Regions from separate parts of the Cricetulus griseus genome. Here region 1 is linked to region 2. A link is a contact called in public Hi-C data. All regions are on one chromosome and are shown on one strand. Each heading gives the region's core, a stretch centred on a gene start, on an enhancer-like site or on the middle of the called end of the contact. The rest is flanking DNA. Distances are from core to core; before and after follow the strand shown.

Region 1 (4,252 bases), core at 33-2,532, 100 kb after region 2:
GATACTGAATCGGGGTTCTCTGCAAAAGCAGAGAACACTCTTACCCACTGCCTCACATGGGCCCTGGGGACTGAACTCAAATCATCCTTGTGACCACTTCACCAACCGAGCCTTCTCCCCAGCTCTCATTGGCTGGTCTTAAAAGGCCAAGATGGAGTCTGTGCCTCTACAGCAGCATCCCAGAGCTGACCCTAAGGCGGGCCCTCTGAAGCAATGAGTGTGCAGATGAGAGCATGACCACTGGACACAGGCCAAGAAGCCTAAGAGATAGCAGAGCTGCAGGCAGGATGAAAGGTCTGGAGTTAGATGGTCTGTGTGCTGCACAAATGAGCAAGACCAAGGCTGTGTGATGGCAAGGTTTTGGGGGCGGAACTGCTCCTGAGACAGAAGCATAGGTGGCATAACCGGATGGCGGGCACACCGTAAAAGCACCAAGAGGCAGGCACAGTGGCTAGCACAGCAGAACCCTCCGAGGAGCCTGTCATCTTAGCACACTATCCTGTCAACAGACTGACTAAATCCCAGATGACCTGCCCTCGATGACAGTCCCGGAGCAACACAACTCCTCAGCATGGGAGGCAGATTCAAGACGGCAGGCAAGTGAGGATAAAGAGGTGGAGGAGATAAAGCTGAAGATGAGTGTGAAAGAGGGACAACGGTCGGGCAGTGTGGCTTACGACTTTATTCTAAGAGTTAGGAGGAACGTCACAAGTTCTAGGTTAGCCAGGGCGATAATGTGAGACTCTGTCTCAAAAACGTACAGGAGAGCTCGCTGGCTCTATGCTGGGCTCCCACTCGAGGCTGCAGGCTATGGAGGGTCAAGGTCAGAGAGAGGCCTGCTCTATGTGCAATTGCAGGGCCCAGCAACCAACGCCTGGACGACAGGGTTACAGCACCCGTTTTTCTGCTACGGAAGGCAGCATTTCTTTCCCAGGTTCGCTGTACTGTGACGGTGTGTGGGCCTGTCCCCCATCCACCTGAGCCAGACACCCACCAGCACTCCCAGTGCGACTGAGAGAAGTCAGGAGAGAATGAATGGGCAGGGAAGGACCCCGGCCTCGCCCCATGTCCCCAGCCAGACAAAAGCCACCCAAGCTCCCCCGCAGCTCCACCCGAGCCCCGCCGGCTCACCCCGTGGCTCCCGCGGAGCAGAGGCACAGTGGACGCCGGGCCCCATGCCGCCATGCCCGGCGACGCAACCCGCAGCCCGCAGCCTGAGGTCACAGTGCAGCCGGAAAGACACCGGCACTCCGTCCGGAGCGGCCGACCTGGGAGAGCCCGCCCCCTGCCGCCCGGAGGCCGCGCCCGCCCTGCGGTCCCCACCCAGAACCAGCCGCACCTGCAGGCCCCGGGGCACCCTCCATCCCGCTAGACCGCCTTCCACTAGTGTCCCCGACCCAACCTCGGCAGCCAGATCCCAGGGTGCACGGGACAGTCCTCCCTCCTGACACCCTACCTCACTGTTCTAGGGAACTGGCTCCTTTCCAGAAAGGAGTTTCTGTGAAATTCTCAAGCAACGGGGGTCTTAGGTTTGCGTTTTAGAAAGAGCGCTCTGGCTCCTGTGAGGAAGAGGGGGCCTTGTAAAGGGATTGAAATTGGAGAGGACAGGCTGATGCAGAGGTCAGATTAGCGATGGACTAAACCAGGGGCAGGAGTGGGGATGAGGTATGGCGAGGGGATGGAGTGTGTTAGAAACGGGATAGAAGACAGAAATTTGTTTAGGATTTCCCCAAATTCCAGGAGAGACACCCTAGGATGGAATCTGTAATCTCAGGGCTGTTCTGTGCTCAAAGTTAGGCAGGACTAAGTAGGGCATCCCAGGCCAGTTTGGGCTAGAGAGACCTTGTCTCAAAACCAAATAGGATGGGATGTGGTGGCTCACACCAATTAATCCCAGCACTGGAGAAACAGGCAGGCAGATCTCTTGAGTTCAAGGTCATCCTCGTCTATGTATCGAGTGTGAGGCCTGCCAGGGCTACACAGCGAGACCCTGGCTCAAAACAAAACACCAGAATAGGTAGCACACACCATGAGGAATAAGTAATCACCAGCAAAACAACTGGTATACTGTCAGAGACTAAAAGCTGGTGCTCCATTAAACTGTTTCTCCACTGGTAATTGCAGCCTGAAGTCTGGTACAGCCTGCAGGACTTCATCCCAGCACTTGTGCCTAGGCAATCAGTACCTCCCTGTGGATTGGACCAGGATTTGTTCTTTAAAGTGATCTACTAAAAGTAGGCTCATTTATAGGCCAGGCATGATATTGCACCTTTAATCCCAGCACTATCGAGGGATAGGCAGGTGGATCTGTTACTTCAAGGCCTGCCTGGCCTACACAGCAAGTTCCAGGACAGTTAGGACTACGTAAACCCTCTCTCAAAACAAAACAAAAATTTTATTCCAATGTTGAGTGACTCCTGTGTTCTAGCCCTCATTTCTGGATTACTTGATACACAAATTTTTCTGCTTGATTCCTTACAATTTATGGTTAGTGTAATTAGGGATAATTTATTGACTTTCAAGTTTCTTCATTTATGCCAAGAACACAATTAAAACTAAAATGTTTTCTAGCTGTATAGTGGCTCCTTTTTGCTATTCAAACCACATGAGCAGGGACTGGCTAACTAGATGGTGATTGGTTTAAGACTGGCCAAATGATCTAAACCAGACCACTGAAATATGGTCCTTGGAATTGGCTGGAACTAAAGAAATTAGTTTTCCAATGTATTGCTACACTTGTACAAAGCCTGGCACCGCTGGCAAATAGGCATCTCTCCCTCCCTCCCCTCCCCCTCCTCCCCCCATCTCTAACCTGTTGGAAGACAGTGCAGACAAGTTTGCCACTTGAAGCTAAGTGCCCTAGGTAAGGTCACATACTTACCTCTGTCATTTACATTGGCGCTTTTGCTTGTCAATCCTATCCCACAGATCACCCACATAACTGTGGCTGAGAACTGTTGGTATTCCACTGTGCACCCTTTACCTTCAGTTTCCAAGAGGCTATGCAAACTGTTTTAGAGAAAAATGTCCATTGTCTCAAATCCTTCATACTCCCAATCACACAAAGGAAATAGCCTTCACATGACTTCCTCTTACCTACCTATCCAGCTGGAATCCTAACTGCAGGACATGATACCAGAATTGTCCTGCACGGATTCTGCCAGGCATCTGGTCACACAATTTGTCTTTTCTAAGGCTCCCCTCCAACCAAGTCACATTAGTATCCTTACAACTTGAGCTTTCTTAAAATTTTTATATTTTGTCTGGATGTTTTGCCTGCATGTATGTCTGTCTGTACATGTGTATACAGTGTCCAAGGCCAGAAGAAAGTGTCAGATCCCCTGGAACTAGTTACAGATGGGTGTGGACCCCCACGTGGGTGCTGGGAATCAAGCCCTGGTCCTCTCCAAGAAAAGCCAGTGCTCTTAACCAGTGAGCCACCTTCCTAACCCCTTTATTTTTTAAATTGCCTTTGGGCCCAGGAAATGGCCGATCCTTTCTGATCTTGAGGTTCTTTCACCTTTGTTTACTTTGGGTCATTATCACTGTGTTTTGTTTATTGTTGAGACAGGGTCTCCTATAGCCCAAGCTGGCCTCAAATTCATTATGTAGCTGAAGCTGACCTTGGATTTCTGACCCTATTGTTCTGGGGTTAAAAGCTTAAGCCAGACCATGAGGACTCCTCAGTTAGGGTCTCTTGGGGTGCATATCCTGTTTTTACCTGAGATATCTTTAATAACAGTCATTTTATAGAGCTTCCTAGATCTTAAAAATTCAATCCTACAGCCAGCCTGGTCTACAAAGGGAGTTCCAGAACAGTCAGGAATACACAGAGAACCCTTTCTTGGGGAGTGTGTGTGTGTGTGGGGGGGGGATTCAATCCAAGCAGCTGTGCATCAGCTTCCTGACCTTGCCTGGACATTTGTGAAAAAGACTGAAAATTTCCTGTCTCCCCAGACTGCCCCAAGTACTAAACTTTCCCTCTGAGTAAATCCCTGCAATGTCCTCCCAGGCCCCTCGATGCCAAAACAGAGCTGTATGACCTGGGATCTGCCAACCAAGGGGCATCCAGGTTGCCTTTGACTGGACCAAGGTAAAGGATGCACGGCTTGCAGTTTCTGGCTATGTTTCAAAGTCTAACTCGGGCCTTCCTGACTCTTGTCTGGGTTATTTCTACTCTTCTAAAGTTTCAAATAGCTTCCAAAGACTCAACTATTAGATACTCTGACACACATTTTGGTGATCACTTAAA
Region 2 (4,503 bases), core at 10-2,509:
GACTCTATCTCTTCTTTGCCTGTGGAAGAAGACGAGTGCTCAGGAAGAGGATGTTAGAGGACGAGACCCCTTATCTCTGTGCACTCTGGTCCAGCTGGCTGTTCTAAAGAGTCTGTCAGGGTTGTTGTTACAAGCCTCTACCTGGTGATCAGTGTGGGACCAAGACCGCTGCCTTGACTGTGTCCACTTTGGTGGCCTTGTCTACCATTTGCACAAGAAGTTGACAGCCTGAGTTCTTACTAATTACTGAGGCAGGGGTGGGACATGGTGGGGGGCTGAGAAAAGCAGCTCCATGTGGGATCATCAGTTGCCTTTCAGGTGAACTCAGGTCTGAGGGCTGCTTGATTGCTTCAAGTCATGCAAGAGGTGGGCTGGGTTCTCAGATGGTTCTGTTCTGTTTAAACTGCTGAACTGACTTGTGGGAGTTCCAGCACTGCTTTGCCCCTGGAGTTAGTGGACAGATTACAAGCCTCCCACTACTGTTAGCACAGTGACTCCAGGTTCTCAGAATAGGATGGGAATGCCACTGGCAGTTATAAGTGCATTGGTGAGACTATGGGCATCCTTAAACCCCTTTGCCCCTTTTGATTGTCAGGGGGAGATTTAGGAAGGGGTATGAAGAAGCTGGGTCAAAAACAAGTGGCCAGGTGTACTGGACTAAAGTGTTCCCTGAGTCATTCATGTGGGGGAGACACTGGACTGTTGTGGCCTGTCTTTATGCTTTTATTGATGTGCCCCTTATAGAGGTAACTCAGTTCCCCCAATTACAGGAATGATTCCGACACTTTGGAAGAGAGGAATGGCAGGCTCTTGCTTGAGGCCTGGGTGGGGTGGGGTGAGGAGAGATGCAGTGGGGGTTGGGTCAGGGGATAGGATGAAAAAAGCTGGTGCTAGAACAAGGAAGACAAGTACCTTCTGGAATGCTTGTCTCGGTCCCAGGACTACAATCTCCCTCTTCCTGGAGAAGTACAGCTCTTCTCTGGTGCTGCATCAGTTTCCAGAATCAAGGTTAGGTGTGTTTTAACCTTAGCTAGCCTTATCCAGCAAACCTCTGCCAGGATTGGCACAGGCCAGGCACGAGTCTGTGCCAGGGGTGGAGGGGTAACAGTGTTAACTTTGTCCTTCATGAGACCAAGGAAACTTTTTTTTCTTTTTTTAACCAGAATGCTGTTATAAAGCTAGAAGGGAGGAGTTCCTTGAGGACAGAGTCTAGCCTTAGTCACTCTTGGGCCTCTTGCAGACCAGCTGGGAAGGGAAGGAATAGGTCTGGAGAGTTTGCTTGTAAATGATTGAGGAGGGCTCTGACTCTCCCGCCTGCTGCTCCTGGAGTACTTGACACTGAATGCAGAGGTGTGGAAAGACTTAGGCAGGCTGCTGGGCATACCTGAGGGTGTTCACAGATCCTTCAGGGAGATTCCATGTGTGTTAGTTACTCTTGGCAGTCTTCCAGGCCACCCTGGATTTGAGTTACTGTGCACCTTGTTCCTGTAGGGTCATCTAGTCTCCTGTTATTTGAGTGGGTCCTGGGACATTTGGTAGTCCAAAAGACAGTTGAATGTGACCATAATGAAGCAGTATAACACCTTCTAAAGCATCTAGGACAGTGGTCCTTGGGATTGCATATCAGACATATACATTATGATTTATAACATTAGCAAAATTAGCTATGAAGTAGCAATAAAATAACTTTGGGAGGCTCACCACAACATGAAGATCTGTGTTAAAGGGTTGTAGCATTAGGAGGGGTGAGAACCACTGATGGAACTTGTGGAGTACAGGCAGAGTGGCACTAGGTGTCAGGGGCTCAGTGTGTGTGTTTGTCAGAGTGGAGGTGAGGGGGTGGGTATTGGGGCTGCCTCTTTGTGTATCAGGACATCAGTGGTACCTTCATTGCGTCTCGGTCTGCTGTTCCTCCAAGGAGGAGTGTCTTTTCTTCCTTTGCTCCTCCTCTGCTTCCTCCTCCTGGTGATTGCCATTGACACAGACTTCAGCTGCCAAAGCTAATTGTGAGGCCTGATCAGTGAATGAAGGCGAAGGCAGTTCCCATGACAACCTCAAAGAGTTTCAAATATAGAGGATGATGTATGTGTGATGGGTTGCAATTACTTGGGTGGAAACTGATGCGTGGACACTGGGAAACATGGGCTCCGAGGGTAGAAGGGGGTGTTAGGTTTCTTTGGCAGCATCCTTCGTGTGATGAATAGGAAGGAGGTCACAGGTTTCCCCTCACAGCAAATTCCTAGTGCCTTCAGTGTTGGGCTCTTTGGAGAGGTGGGGCTCCAGCCATCGTGGTTGGGGAGGCAGGACACGTGCAGAGCCAAACCTCAGGTGTTAAATGTTAGAAGTGCTATGGACTGCCAACAAGCTTAGGTAACCAGAGAAGGCTTCCTGGAGGAAATGGGCTTCAACTGAGCAAGGAAGAAAAAGCCCTGTGCAGAAGTGCCTTGTTCAGGACAAGGCAAGGAAGAGACCTGTCTCTAGTTTTGTCAGCTCTAAAGAGGTAGATGGACTGGAGCATTGTGGGATTATCCATAGTGGCCCTTGAGTGTGCCACTTCAAGTGAAAGGATGGGAAGAGTCTTGCTGGGTCTTTTCTGGCTGTGTGATCTTGGGCAAGGTGTGCAGAGCTCTGTATTGTTTTTCTGTCGAGTAGGTATGGAAAGTCCTGGCGTGTTGGTTTATTTTGAGATTTAAATAAGATGCTTTGTGTTGTGTCCCCATTTGTGGGGCTCCACAAGGCTTGTACTTGGTTCATTTGCAGTCTTCCCTCCCCAGTGTGTCAGAGTTCCTGTTTGTCTGTGTGGAGTCTGGCCTATGGATAGCCACATTCTTGAGATAGTGTGTTTCTACCATGGCCTCCCTCCTGCAGCTGGTACAGTGAGACTGGGAGACCCAGATGGAAGATTGGGGGAGGATCTTTGTTCTTAGGCAGAGGAATCCCAAGTACCTCTGAGTTGGTCACAGTGAGCCCCACGTGTACGAAGAGAGGCATATAGAGGTGAGAAAGATGGCAGGTGGGAAACAAACTGCCTTGACTCAAGGGTCCTGGCGTGTATGTATCTCACAGGCATCACGTACCTCTCAAGAGGTGAGGTGGCCAGAGTGGGATGAGAATGGGAGCATGTCGGCTGCCTTGGGGGCTGCATGCTCCCTTGGTTTAGCCAAGGGCTGCTGGACAGGGTGGGTACCTGAAGCTGGGGACACAGAGTTAGCACAGGAAGATAGGATGAACTCCTCTCCAGACTTCCATAAACTGTGAAAGAGGCATGCTGGTCCATAGTCCACAGTGGTGGGTCCTGCCTTTCTGGGAGGCTTTAGGGACCTCATCTAGAAGTCTGACCAGGAGAAGGGCCTCACCATCTCAATGCCCAGCCCCCTGCTACTCCATACTCCTAAGGTAGAACGAAGGCAGCTCAGCACATTCCAGTTCTGTGTAGAGCCTGGGAAAGCCGGGAAGACAGGGCCCCACCCACGTGGGGAACGATTGTAAATAAATAACTGCTTGGATGTGACTGGCGCTCCAGAAGAGGCAGTATGTTGTTCTTGAGGCCAGGGAGGAGCCTGGCTAAGCTTGGGAAAGCTTGGTGACTGAGGGCCTGGCAGAGGGGAGGCACTGTTTGGATTCAGCCAGGCAGTATATTAGCATGTGGGGGAGGGGTCAAGCAGCATTGGGAAGAGTGAAAACGTTATTAGTATTCTCAGATCTGCTTGACAGAAGTGATCACTTTAAGTGACCCAGTTGTCTATATCTCCCTGGACTTGGCAGAGAAAATGGGGGTTACAGAGGATGGGAAGGGTCTGGGTTTGAATTCCAGCCCACCAATTTTGAAGGACAAATTGTTCAGCATCCCGAAGACTCTTCCTTCTGGGGGGGCACTGTGTATAGAGTAGGCAAAATTAAATGATACTACAGAGTGATTGGCACAGGGCCTGGTAACAGTATTAATTGATACTGTCCAAGCTCTGTTTGTACCTGTGGGGTGCTTGGATATATATAACACAGGACTTTAGGGAACCAAGAGAAAGGAGGATTCATTTAGGGTGGTCAGCAATGTGAGTTAAAAGGTACAAACACAGCTGGGTGGTGATAGGATCCTATAATTCCAGCACTTGGGAGGCAGAGGCAGGTGGATTCCAGTTGGGCAGTTCGAGGCCAGCCTGGCCTACAAAGCAAGTTCCAGGACAGTCAGGGCTGTTGGCAGAGAAATTGTTGTGTAAAAAAAAAAAAAGGCAAAACAAACAAACAAAAAACCCACTCAGTTTGTCAATGAAAGTCATGATTTAGGACATTGACCTTACCCTATCCTGTTATCTGCCTGCCTTCCTGCTCTGGGTGGGACCTAGTAAGATTGCCCTTTGTCTCAAAGGAGAGGCAAGTGTGGGCCCTGAAGCTGTCTTACTAGAGGCAGGCTTGCCCTTCTCCTAAGGCAGCTTTTCTGGTTCTGAGTACCCCCTGGGGGCCCTGGGGTGGAGCCCAATTATGCATTGTGGTGGGGTGGGTAAT

Evidence for each region. Hi-C and Micro-C count contacts between places; a contact is called where the count stands out from the background.
Region 1: a Hi-C map of liver shows a contact between it and region 2, with 1.9 times the contacts expected there. The contact joins the promoter of Bola3 here to the enhancer-like site in region 2. A contact is called at or near these places in 4 of 8 Hi-C or Micro-C datasets (the CHL-YN cell line, the CHO-K1 cell line and liver).

The regions. Positions count from the first base shown.
Region 1 is chr8:74,767,018-74,771,269 of CriGri-PICRH-1.0, forward strand. It overlaps Bola3 (bolA-like protein 3), which reads right to left and starts at 1,283. Exons shown (of 3, transcript XM_035448965.1): 1 at 1,132-1,283. The coding sequence starts at 1,185.
Region 2 is chr8:74,663,877-74,668,379 of CriGri-PICRH-1.0, forward strand. All of the region lies in intron 2 of Tet3 (methylcytosine dioxygenase TET3), which reads left to right. Among named protein-coding and RNA genes, the nearest start is that of Tet3, 12 kb to the left of the region's middle. Within about 2 kb of position 1,260, at least 1 of the 6 cell types and tissues checked has open chromatin away from gene starts, as enhancers often do.